3 separate regions of the Mus musculus genome follow, and all the other regions are linked to region 1. A link is a contact called in public HiChIP or PLAC-seq data. All regions are on one chromosome and are shown on one strand. The core of a region is the stretch at or near the end of the contact, and the rest is flanking DNA. Distances in the headings are between cores, read along the strand shown.

What was found. HiChIP or PLAC-seq counts read pairs in DNA pulled down with a chosen protein or histone mark.
Region 2: an H3K27ac HiChIP or PLAC-seq map of embryonic stem cells shows a contact between it and region 1, with 10 read pairs. The contact joins the promoter of Ccar1 here to the enhancer-like site in region 1. A contact is called at or near these places in 7 of 39 promoter capture datasets (the 3T3-L1 cell line, the HPC-7 cell line, the SN4741 cell line and 4 more), 8 of 484 Hi-C or Micro-C datasets (the AML12 cell line, CD8 T cells, the HPC-5 cell line and 4 more), 3 of 115 datasets of contacts at active chromatin or transcription factors (bone marrow-derived macrophages and embryonic stem cells) and 3 of 9 other capture datasets (adipose tissue, liver and pancreatic islet).
Region 3: a contact with region 1 is called in an H3K27ac HiChIP or PLAC-seq map of embryonic stem cells, with 16 read pairs. The contact joins the promoter of Pbld2 here to the enhancer-like site in region 1. A contact is called at or near these places in 3 of 39 promoter capture datasets (the C10 cell line, cranial neural crest and hematopoietic stem and progenitor cells), 2 of 484 Hi-C or Micro-C datasets (embryonic stem cells and natural killer cells), 7 of 115 datasets of contacts at active chromatin or transcription factors (bone marrow-derived macrophages, embryonic stem cells, extraembryonic endoderm stem cells and 1 more) and 3 of 9 other capture datasets (adipose tissue, liver and pancreatic islet).

The regions. Positions count from the first base shown.
Region 1 is chr10:62,900,760-62,904,614 of GRCm38.p6, reverse strand. All of the region lies in intron 2 of Gm51805 (a long non-coding RNA gene), which reads right to left. Among named protein-coding and RNA genes, the nearest start is that of Gm26479, 9.2 kb to the right of the region's middle. RefSeq lists a cis regulatory region at 1-3,855. Within about 2 kb of position 1,599, at least 23 of the 459 cell types and tissues checked have an H3K27ac peak or open chromatin away from gene starts, as enhancers often do. A contact at or near this core is called in embryonic stem cells, extraembryonic endoderm stem cells and trophoblast stem cells, where this site is marked.
Region 2 is chr10:62,789,653-62,793,936 of GRCm38.p6, reverse strand. It overlaps Ccar1 (cell division cycle and apoptosis regulator 1), which reads left to right and starts at 1,569. Exons shown (of 25, transcript NM_026201.3): 1 at 1,569-1,721; 2 at 2,895-3,016. The coding sequence starts at 2,944.
Region 3 is chr10:63,023,018-63,027,278 of GRCm38.p6, reverse strand. It overlaps Pbld2 (phenazine biosynthesis-like protein domain containing 2), which reads right to left and starts at 2,767. Exons shown (of 10, transcript NM_026085.2): 1 at 2,543-2,767. Hnrnph3 (heterogeneous nuclear ribonucleoprotein H3) reads left to right here and starts at 3,430. Exons shown (of 10, transcript NM_001079824.1): 1 at 3,430-3,559.

The DNA.
Region 1 (3,855 bases), core at 350-2,849:
CAAGACACAAACCTGGGAACAGCTTCTGAGACCTGGTTCAGTTTATTGGAGGGGAAAGGGGGTTATTTATGCTCCTGGGGAGGTGACCAGGGTTTCTGGAGCAAGTTTTGTGTAGCTGTGCACCCTTGGTCATGGCAGAGGTCGTGGAAGAGGCTTCCTCTGCATGCTCAGTGGCTGTGTGGTTTGGGTATGGGATGGCAGACAACTTCCTAAGAAGTCTGATAACTGGGATAATAAATTCCTGCCAGCATTGGGGGAGCACCCAGATTCTGAAGACAGGACAGAAAACTCAGGCTCTTCTTGCAGAAAAGATTCATGGGAGCTCAGCCGAGGTGAGTCCCTGGCCTCAAGGTGTGTAGAAAGCTGCAGTACTAGCTAGCAAGCCTGGAGGGTTCTGATGCCGGGGCTCGGCTGTAACACTAGCAGGTGAAGAACTGACTTCTGCTCATGGTAGCTTCTGCTGAGGGTGTCACTAATAAGGGCTCCCCACAATTGGAAGCCGGGATAGCAAACTCTAACCTGAACATTGGAGCTTTGTAAATCTTTGGCTTTTAAGGCCTGGAGCCATAAATCTCTCTTGTGTTCAGGATTTAGAGCTTTAAGACTCTGAGTCAGTTCTGTTCACAAGGCTTTGCCAATTCAAGGCCAAAGACAATCAAAACTAGTATTGCTATTTCTGGAGAACTAAAGGCCCAGAGCTTACTAGTAAGTAGCTAGTAGTCTACTAGTAGATCACCTAGTAGTCTAACGATCTGAGATCATCACTATGCACTAAGATCTCTCGGAATCCTACTTTCTTTCTTTCTTTCTTTCTTTCTTTCTTTCTTTCTTTCTTTCTTTCTCTCTTTCTCTCTTTCTCTCTTTCTCTCTTTCTCTCTTTCTCTCTTTCTCTCTTTCTCTCTTTCTCTCTTTCTTTCTTTCTTTCTTTCTTTCTTTTTTTATTTTGGTTTTTCGAGACAGGGTTTCTCTGTATAACCCTGGCTGTCCTGGAACTCACTTTGTAGATCAGGCTGGCCTCAAACTCAGAAATCCGCCTGCCTCTGCCTCCCGAGTGCTGGGATTAAAGGCGTGTGCCACCACGCCCGGCTTCGGAACCCTACTTTCGTGTTGGCCAATATTTCTATGGTTACTTAAGGTCTGCCTCTCTCACTGGAGTATAGGAGAGCAGAGACCACATTCTTACTGACCATGATAGTCTGTATGCTTACTGCCCGTACACTAGATCTGCTGGTCTCTGGAGTGTAACTGACTGATGAGCCACATATCCATTCTGTGCAAGGCCCTGGGTTTGATTTCTAGCAAAATAAATAAATGAGTAAATAAATTAATGAAACGAGGGGCTGAAGAGTTGGCTCTTGGGACTTGCTGTAGAAGGTTGCAGTACTCCCTGAATAGACAGCTCTCTTGATCTCTGGGCAAGAGGAAGGACCCCTTTTCCTTAGGGGGACTTGCCCTTCTCTTCCTGATCTAGGGAGCCTGACCCACCCCCCCATCCTTTACCTGCAAGATGTCCTAGAGCCTTGGTGAGATTACACCACTTCCTTCCTCCCAATGAGAACCTGTCCAGCCAGCCCCTGGAATTCCTGAAATGCCTCTCCATGCAAATGAGGCATTCCTCCTACCCAAAACTCCAGCCAAGGACACATACCTACCCTAGAGATCCCTACCCCTGTCCCCAAAACTATATAGGCCTTGATTCACCCTGAATAAGGTCCACCTGCTTCTAGTAAGCTGATCCCACAAGTCTGTCGTTTCCATTGTCCTCACTGGCTATCTGAATTCTTACCTTCAACTCTGCTGTTTGTCCTAGTGGTCAGTGGCCATCAGCCTCTGGGGGATGTGGGGTGGGGGAGGAGAGGACCACATTGGCTCAGCAGTTAAGAGCACTGCCTGCTCTTTTAGAGGACCTGGGTTTGGTCCTCAAACAACACCCAAACAGCAGCTCACAACTAGATATAACTCCAATTCTAGAGAATCTAACTCTTTTTGTTTGTTTGGTTTTTTTTTTTTTTTTCTTTTCGAGACAGGGTTTCTCTGTGTAGCCCTGGCTGTCCTGGAATTCACTCTGTAGACCAGGCTGGCCTCCAACTCAGAAATCTGCCTGCCTCTGCCTCCCAAGTGCTGGGATTCATTCATGAATTTTATGTATCTGAGTGCTCTGTCATGGCTGGGAGCCACCACGTGGTTGCTAAGGAGCTTTGGGAGAGCACTCAATTGCTCTTAGCCACTGAGCCATCTCTCCAACTTGGCAACCAGTGCTCTCAACTGGGGCACAATCTTCACAGTCCCTTGCCCCCCTTCCTCTTTTTTGAGACACATCTCCCTATTACGTCCCTAGCTGTTCTGGAACTCCATCATCTATAGACATGCTCTGTGACTGAAGCTCTGAGATTTCTGAGCAAACTCCAAGTAAACGAGACAAGATGCTTGTGACTTCTGTTCCCCCATAACCCAGGTTTTTCTTAGAATGCGCTCTCCCGCCTCTCTCTGGTGTAGTAAGCAGGAGTGGTTCAAGTGTCCACACAAATCGGGGACCTGAAGCTGGCGCCAAGATGAGGAGTGAGGATCCCACAGGAGCGGGTAAGTGAGCCTAACCGGCAGAAGCCAGGGGAGGATTGGCCTCAGGTCCAGCTCCTGCATCTTTTAAAGAAAGGAGAAGCATGAGGCAGTGGTGGCGAGTGCCTTTGATCCCAGCACAGAGTTCTTGGGACTTGCTCCTTATAAACCAGGTTGGCCTCAAACTCAGATCCTCCCACCTCTGTCTCCCCAGGCCTGGAATTAAAGGGGTGTGTGTGTGTGTGTGTGTGTGTGTGTGTGTGTGTGTGAGAGAGAGAGAGAGAGAGAGAGAGAGAGAGAGAGAGAGAGAGAGAGACCATGTCCTGGACAGTTGGAGTTTACTGTTTTTTGTTTTTGTTTTCTCCCTCTCCCCCGCCCCCCCCTCCCCCCAGACAGGATTTCTCTTTGTAGTCCTGGCAGTCCTAGAATTAGCTCTGTACTCCAGGATGGCTTCAGACTCACAGAGATCTGCAGAACTCTGCTTCTCTTGTGCTGAGATCAAAGGCATGAACCACCACAGCCCAGCAAAAACAGTTTGTTTTTGTTTTTCTTTCTTTCTAAAGTTATACAGAATGTGGAGACCCAGAGCAAAATCAGCTGCTTTAGAAACCTATGCTGGGGCTGGTGAGATGGCTCAGTGGGTAAGAGCACCTGACTGCTCTTCCAAAGGTCTGGAGTTCAAATCCTAGCAACTACATGGTGGCTCAAAACCATCCATAACGAGATCTGACTCCCTCTTCTGGAGTGTCTGAGAGCAGCTACAGTGTACTTACATATAATAAATAAATAAATCTTTAAAAAAAAAAAAGAAACCTATGCTGTTCAGAGATGGATTTCAGCAGAAGGTTTTAACTGATGTGGACACTTAAATAAAGAAAAAAAAATGGAGCTATTAATCAAGTGAGAGAGACAGAAACAGAGAAAGACAGACATACACACAGAGAATATTGCCCAATACATCTTGAAAGGGTGGATGAAATAGACTCCTTATTTGCAAACCTTACATAGTTAATGATAGGAAGGAGATGTCTTTTTTCTTTTTCTTTTTCTTTTTCTTTTTTTTTGGTTTTTCAAGACAGGGTTTTTCTGTGTAGCCCTGGCTGTCCTGGAACTCACTCTTTAGACCAGGCTGGCCTCGAACTCAGAAATCTGCCTGCCTCTGCCTCCCGAGTGCTGGAATTAAAGATGTGTGCCACCACTGCCCGGCGATGCTAAGCTTTTGAGTGCTACAGAACTCTATGGGTTTTCAGATTTCATTTACAGATTACTATGAAAGGATAGGAAATCACCATCAAGGAG
Region 2 (4,284 bases), core at 320-2,819, 110 kb after region 1:
TATGAGTACACTGTAGCTGTCTTCAGACACACCAGAAGAGGGCATCAGATCCCATTACCGATGGTTGTGAGCCACCATGTGGTTGCTGGGAATTGAATTCAGGACCTCTGGAAGAGCAGTTAGTGCTCTTAACCGCTGAGCCATTTCTCCAGCCCCCAGAACTTTTTTTGATAAGGTATCTCAGATTTAAGTTTTCTCACTTTGTCCCTCTTATTGCTGGGCCACCTGGCACACGCTGTTTTGAATTTTTACAAATTACTATAGTGTGATGACTATATTCTAATAGTTTGAAGGTCAGGACAGAATTAGTAAGGACAAAGGAGTTACATTTTACCCAACTTCTGTAAGTTTTACTTAAGTGGGAGAAAGGACCCTTGTGGTTTGAAAAATATTAAAGAACGTGTACCTATGTGATCCTGTGTTCATAAAATTTAAGGGAAAAAATACAAGGAACCACAGAAAAAGCTATATATTTTATCCTATTGGGTTTGATGAGATAAGGTGTTACACAGTCCAGGCTGGCCTTGAACTCCTGATCCTCCCTTCCCCTCCCTCCCAAGTGTTAGATTACAGGTCACCACCTGATCATGCTTGGCTCAGCTAATCTTATGTGGGATTCCTAGCATAAGCTATTTCATGTTGAGAATTTGACTAGATGTCACCAGCAGGTGTAGGACAAAATTAGAAAATGACTTAATAATAGCTCTGTCTTTCATTTTTTGAGACAGGGTTTATCTGTGTTGCCCTGGCTGTGTCTGCCTCTGCCTCTTGAGCGCTGGGATTAGAGGTGTGCACTTCCCCCATCCCCCAACCTTTCCACTCCCTCTCGCCCCCCAAATCCTCCAGCTGTTTCTTTTCAGTAGGGTCTTCAAATACTAGGGGTGATGATGGCCTGCACTCAGTGTATTAAAATCCACTCAGTTGTTCGCTTTTACACATTCCAGCCTTAATCCCGAGGAGATGGCACTGCGGTTAAAAGCACTAATCTCTGTTCTCAGGACCTGGGATTGATTATCAGCACCCACGGGGTGGTTCACACCGGTCAGGAACTCTAGTTTCGGGGGATCTGTCGTCTTCTCAGCTCCAGGGGCACCAAGCCCACACCTGTGCGCATAAATCATGGAGGCAAAACCCTCTAAAAATGAAAAGAATGTAAACAAAAAAAAATTTTTTTTTTTTGTTCTTCGAGACAGGATATGTCTGTATAACCCTGACTGTTTTGGAACTCACTCTGTAGACCAGGCTGGCCTCGAACTCAGAAATCCGCCTGCCTCTGCCTCTCGAGTGCTGGGATTAAAGGCGTGCGCCACCACTGCCCGCTAACAACGAAGTTCTTACAGGCTTATTCTTCCAAACATGTTCCAAACAAGAATAGAGGGACCACAAGATGGCGGCGGCGACACCGGCCGGACCACGTGACTGCCGCTCGCTCTCCCTCTCTCTCCCAGGGAAGGACAGCGTTGGCCTCAGAGCAGGCGAGCGACAGCCAGCTCATTGTTCAGCGAAGTCAAGGTAACCCGGCTGAGGCTCGCTCTCGCTCCCCAGTGAACGCACTCGCGGGGAGCGCGCACGCCGAACTTTTTTCGCGCACGCGCCCGTTCCTCTCGGAACCGGGAGGCGGTGCGGCGTAGGCAGGGGGGTTGGAGGGGAAAGCAGTCTGCGCATGCGCCTGAGCTTGACGGGTTTGAAATGGCTTCTCGGTTAACCCGGGCCAGACTCAGGTGAAGGTCTGGTCAGTGTTTTGGTGTGGCGCGGTGGGAGGCCGCGGCGGGTTGCTTCCGTTCGTTGGCAGCCGGTCAGCGGAGGGGTAGGGAGCGAGTGATGTGGCGGTGGCGGGTGGGTGTGTGATGGCGGACGCCGCGGGGCCGGCGGGCGAGGGACGCGGTCCCTTTTGTGCGGGTCGGAGTAGGCCCCACGCGCCGCGCCCTGCCCCCAGCGCAGCGGCTCCAGGCCCCTCAGGTGCGGCCTGCGCCCCTTCGACTGGGCCGGGCCAGGCCGGAGGCCGTGCGTCCTCCGGCCCGCGCTGCCCCGCCGCTGAGACCCGGCCCCGGGCGGCGGCGGCGAGCGTTTCCAGCGCTTGGAGGTTCTCTCAGACCGGCCCGGGGACCTCGGGGACTGCGACGACCCGCGGGCCCCAGTGGCCGCGGCCTGGGGCGCTGCCTTCCATCTTTCACGGCCGGCGCGTGGGAGGAAGATGAGTGTCCTCACCCCGGGATGCCAGGCCCATCTTTTCCTTTTCTCTTGGGTTTTTGAGCCGGGGTCTTCGCAGTGGTTCTTTTGGAGCCGCGCGTCCTCCCAACTGCCTCCCCACTCCCGGAGTGGAGACTAGGGTGACAAAGGCCATAGTGACTTCCTAGCCCTTAAAGTAATGTTCGTTATTGAGATGGTATCTGCCAATACCTTTATGGGGGAGGGGGGGTCTCGACGCAGTTTCCGTTATTGATTTAACCCCACTGCAGGACCTCAGACCATCGCCCAAAGAAACACGCAGGCTGTACTTGCTGCGTCTATAAGTTCGTTTGTCCCCAGAGAGAGAGGCTCTGTATCTAGCCCTAGCTGGTTTGTAATGTCATATAAATCATGCTGGCCTGGAGTTTATAGAGATCCGCCTGACTCTGCCTCTGGAGGGATGGGTTGGGAGGGGATTAAAGGCTTTGCCACTAAGCTCGGGCAGACCTTTTTAGGAAATGACCTTGTAGTTACTGAAGGAAGTTCCTTTAAGTCAGCCCCAAGGATATCTTTTAAATAGAGTATGCACAAGTGATCTGTTGATAGGCTGGTTGTGCGTTTTATTTCAAATGTTCTGTTGCACACTTCGGTTGGTTCTTGTTTGGAACGTGTCTTTAATATATCAATGATTTCTCTAAACTAGCCTTTTCCTATATCCTTTATAGGTATCTGCTATAGAAGGGAAACAAGTGAAAGTTTTCCCCCCCTTGCATCATGGCTCAGTTTGGAGGACAGAAGAATCCACCATGGGCTACTCAGTTTACAGCCACTGCGGTCTCACAACCAGGTCAGGCAACTGAACCCTTGGACTGGAAATGATATACCCTTTAGTTTTTAAGATACTTTTGAAAATTAACTCAGGAACAAAAACAAAACCCCACTTATCCAGCAATTTGAACACTTTTTTTTTTTTTTTTTTTTTTGGTTTTTCAAGACAGGGTTTCTCTGTGTAGCCCTGGCTGCCCTGGAACTCACTTTGTAGACCAGGTTGGCCTCGAACTCAGAAATCCTCCTGCCTCTGCCTCCCAAGTGCTGGGATTAAAGGGGTGTGCCACCACGCCCGGCTCTTTGTTTTTGTTTTGTTATTTGTGTCTAATTTTTTTTTAGTTTACTAAGGGGTTTTGCCATTTAAGTCTTCCACTACACTTTACCATTTGTGTTTGGCCTTTGATATACAGTCTTTATTAGCAGCAGTCCTTTGGCATGAGCAACCACACCCAGCTTATAGTTTTCAAATGCCTTAAGTTTATCTTTTTTCCTCTGGGTTTTTGGGTTTCAGTTAGGTTTGTCTGTGTAGCCAGTAGTCTTGGCTGTCATGGAACTCACTATTTTGACCAGGCTGGCCTTGAACTCAGATCTGCTTGCCTCTGCCTCCCAAATGCTGGGACTAAAGGTGTGTGCCACCATGCCCATAATTAAAGTTGGTTTAATTATGTTTTATAGAACACTAATTTATTAGAGAGAATCCTCCTTCCCTAGCTTCCTCCCTTCCTTTGTGGTGCTGGGGATTTAATTGTACTGAGCTTCAAGTAGAATATATCTTGTTTCCCATGTTTTCAGTTTTAAGAAGATACATTTTTAGGCCAGGTATGGTGGCATACTTCTCAAAACAACAAAAATCAAAAAACCAACCTGCTTTAAAACTTAAACAGCAAAAACAAAAAAGCCAAAGTATTTTAAAGTAAATATACCTGATTTATCTTTCTTCTTTTCTTTTTTTTCCTGGTCATAGTCGACATGCCTTTAATTTTAACACTTGGGAGGCACAGGCAGGATCTCTGAGTTTAAGGCCAGCCTGGTCTAAATAATGAGTTCCATGATAGCCAGGATTACATAGATCTTATCTAGATGCCTCTCCCCTAATTATTTGTATTTTTTAAAATTACATTTTCATGCTCCTCTGGAGTATGAGTTTGAGAGAGAGGGGGTGGGAGAAAGAGGATTAAAGTCAGAGACAAGTGGCAGACGTTTGTTTTCGTTCATGTAGGGTAGGTCTTGTGAATTGAATTGAGTTTGCCAGCCTTGATGGCAAGCACATTTACCCAGTGATCCTCC
Region 3 (4,261 bases), core at 1,518-4,017, 120 kb before region 1:
CTGCCAAGCCTTAATGCCATGGGTTTGATACCCCAGACTCCGAGTGATAGACAGACAGAATGGAGAGACCTGAACCTCACACCTGTACCCTGCACTACACACACACACACACACACACACACACACACACACACACACAGTGTTAAAAAAACCAAAACCTGAAGCTGCTTGTGGGTTGGTCTCCATGTGCACACAAGCACCGGTACTCTCAAATATGGAGAATGACTGGGTTCCGGGCCTCCTGCTGTTAGGTACCATTTGTCTACTTAGTATCATACTAGATGAGGTCTTCTCGTTTCCATAGTTACCAGGGAAGTAATTTTAACAAACTCTCGAAAATGAAATCTTTGAAAGCCTTGTCGAGAAACAGTGGTGGCTATGTGAAGAAGGTGTTCGCTCTTTTAAAGTCATCAGATATTTAGTTCATAAGCCAAAGAAGGAATCCTTCACAAAGCCCTGTCAGAGTTGATGTTCCAAAGCCCTTAAACACAGACTAGACACAACTCCAATACAATGCTGTGGACTGTTTTGTTCTTGGCTTGTTTTCATGCAGGCAGAATGATCTGCAGTATCATTAGGGATCTATGAACACCGACGGTAGACTACTTTTTAGCTAATGTGCTCTGTCTGCCCCCAAGAGAATGCACTCTCAATTTCTTTCATTTCCCCGAAGGTCCTGCATGGAATTTTCCTACTCCCTTTATTCTGATGGAGTGACGCAGGGTGACTGAGCCTCGGATTGTTTTCCTCCAGGAGCTGTGGGCATTTCCATTTCCTTCTCCTGCTTCATCTTTTCTCTTTATACACTATAACAAAGATGGACTTCAGGGTCCCTCTGACCTCTATTCTAACAGGAGAGCACATGAAAGAGAGAGGGGGGGAGGAAGTGGGGAAAGGAGAGGGGGCAAGGAAAAAAGAGAGGGGAGGTGAAAAAAGCAGCTGGGAGCCCCGAGTTGTAACCGTCTCCATGGAAACAATTCCTTAGAGATCAATCTGGAAACAATTCTGTAGGCATCCCCGGAACAGCAGGGTCCAATCACACCAAGCTTTACAACAGGATTCAACTGGGTGAGGAAGGAGCAGGTTCTTTTTTTTTTTTTTTTTTTTTTTTTTTTTAAGGAAAATTAGTAAACTAAGAAGCTAATACAAATTACCTTTACCATGGTCAAATGCCTCTTTAAATGAAAACTTCCCTACTTGCTGTAACAAAAGGGCAAAAGGCCTGGAGTACTAATTTGAAGACCTAAATCTTCATAGTGGTAACCGGCACTCACCACAAAGAAATGACAGAGACACGCCTCCAAAGAAATGACAGAGACACGCCTCCAAAGAAATGTCAGCATTGGTTGAAAAGTCATACATTAGAGCCATCAAAACGAATTGAGGATTGTGGCCGATAACCACACAAAGTGTGTGCAAAGAATGCCAAATTCATTCATGCTGTAAGCAGACTGAATTCCAGGGGAAGAGGAAAAGGGATTACAGAATTCCACCTACCCAATCATGTTGAAAGAGTGAAAGGTAAAGGAGCCATGTAATTAAAACCCAATAGAAGAAAGGCCCTGGGAAGGTTTCATCCTAAGAGTTCAGCTTGGAGTACTGCTAATAAGCCAGTTCCCTTTAGGTTTGTTACCCCCTCCACCCCACCGCCCAGAGGCAGTGTTTCTCAGTGTAGCCCTGGCTGTCCAGGAACTCACTCTGAAGACCAGGCTGGCCTCCAACAAAGAGATCCAACTGCCTCTGCCTCCCGAGTGCTGGGATTAAAGGTGTGCACCACTACCCAGCTAAACCAGTTACTTTTTTAAAAAAGAGAACATACTTTGGGCTCTAAATCAACCCCCAGCTATTAAAAGGAGGGGGTGGGGTAACTTTAGGGGATTAAAGTAACAATAAAATAACCAAGCTTCAGCAAGTGTCTGGCCAGTAAGCCACTAACTTGTCACCACATAAAAGAGTTTAGTGTTATCAAGTGTAATTATTTTCACTCTTGTGGGACTAGGGACTGCATCTGTGAAATACCACTTTGTAAGGCTATGGAGACACAGAGGGTCAGGAGTTCAAGGACATCCTTGGCTACCCAAGAACAAAGACAAGGAACTGCTTACCATGCCATTTCAGGAAGTACTTAATAAACCTGAGCTATGACGGCTTCTAGAACATACTTTGATTTTCCTGTCTGTAAGTATAAGCACACTGCGCCCCCCCCCCCTTCTCTGAAGGATATTTTGGGCTATAAAATCAGTAGAGTACTAAAGACTTTCAAGTAGGTTTGAAGATGAATTAAAGCCGTGAAATACAAGTTTCCATACAAGAAAGTCATTGGCCTCTTGGCTCTAGTATAAACATAAATAAAAATTCATAGTAAATCAAATCCAACCTTCCACACTGCCACTACTCCACTCCACATGGACTTCCCAGTGTTTGTAGCACAAAGAAATCTTTGGATGCACACTGAAGGGTGATTCCAACCCAGCCCCATCCACGTTCACAGCCTTAGTCTGTCCAGCCCGGCCTCTTTTCGCCCTCTGCTGTCCGTACCCACCTTAATTAGCTTTGCTCTCCCAAGTCTCTCAACACCAGGGTGGCCCTCCACCTTCCCACAGCCTTTCCATGTGCAATTTGTGTTACAACTTTAAAAAAGCCATAAACGGGTCGGGAGCAATCTTGGTAGCACGACAGAACCTCCACATGCGGTTTTTTTAGGTGTCTCCTGCGAGCACAATTTTTAGGAATACCAAACTCTTACTTAGATAAAGTCTATTGCCGTGAACCACAGACCCGTCACCCGGGTTTAATGGAGAGAAAAACCGAACCTGGCAGGTAGGAAACCAATCAAGGCGCCAAGGCTGCCTACGCAGGGGAACAAAGGGGATGCCCCAGGCTAGGACGGGAATCCTGCTGGGTTTAGACGCTTTGTATCTTCGCAGGCGCAACATTCATCTTTTTTTCTGATTGCATAATGCAAATATGGTGGACCAGCAAAGCCGTCCCCGGGTTGGGGGGCGGGGTGACAGAAACCACGTGGCTCCTTCCGCGCGGGGGCCTTTGTGGGATCTATTCCCAGTGGAGCAGATAAGAAACTTAGCAAACCGCGTGACCACGGCTCCTCAGAGGCCCGTGGGGAGGGACAAACGTGAGCTCCGGGGTTCAGAGGGTTGGTCGGTCGGCGGGAGCCAACGGAGTCCGCCACAGCCCACTCGCTGCGACTCCACGCCCACCACGGTGGCAACCGGGCAGGTCCCGAGTGCGCAGGTGCGCTGCGCCCCGCCCCCTGGGAGACCACGCTGTCACTCAAGTATCGCGAGAGCAGCGCGGCAGAGAGGGGGTGGGCCTGGGCAGTCGGCCCTGCCCCCTCCCTCTCTCTCGCCCCCCTCCCATCCCCCCTCGGCAGTCGCTCGGCTGCGCAGCTCCTAGAGCGGTTGGCGCGGCGGGAGACGGTTGAGGGGAGCGAGGGAGCCGAACCGTTGTGGCGAGCGCTCAGCAGCGGGCGAGCCAGGCGTCCCTGCCCGCGACCAGACCCGCGCGAGCGTCGGTGTAGGCGTTGCTTACGCCCCACAGGGTATCTGAAGTAGAAGGGGGGGTAGGTTGGGCCGGCGGTGCCGACAGCGGAGTCGGGAGAAGGACGAAGAGCCCGGGAGCGGGTGAGGGAACGCGGAGTGGCCGCTCGCTCGCTCTCCCCCGCCGCTCGGCTGCCGCCATCTTGGGGGCCGGTAGCGGTCGGGTCGCCTTCCCGCCTTTCCCCCGCTCGGGCTACTTTGTCGCCTCCGGCTTACGGGAAAGTGTCCGGCAGGAGAGAGTGCGGGCGGGAGATCCGAGCTCTCCGGTAGGGATGAGGGTGGGGAGCTCAGCGAGCCGGGAAAGCGGGACGCGCTCCGGGTGGAAATGGCGCTCGGCGGGCCCGGCCACCCACCGGGGCCTCCGGTGCTCTCGAAGGGACTACCTGGGGCCGGCGGGGCTGCGAGGGGCTGCTGACGCAGACTCCAGGGTTGAGACAGGGGGAGCTGGGGGCGGGGGAAGGAGAAGCCAGTGACGACGAGGGCGCTCCGATGCCAGATGCAGGACAAAGGCGGCCGCGGTCCTCCTTTGTAATTCCGCCGCTCGGTTGCGATGGCCTTGGCCGGGGGCCGGAGGCGGACTGTCCCCTATCTCCCGGGTCTCTAGGGCGAGCTGGGCAAACGGAAAATCTCCGGGAGGAGGCAAAGGACGCTTAGCCGACCTTTTAGTCCCTATTTGGAACTGCGGAGAGAGTCCGTTGCGCATC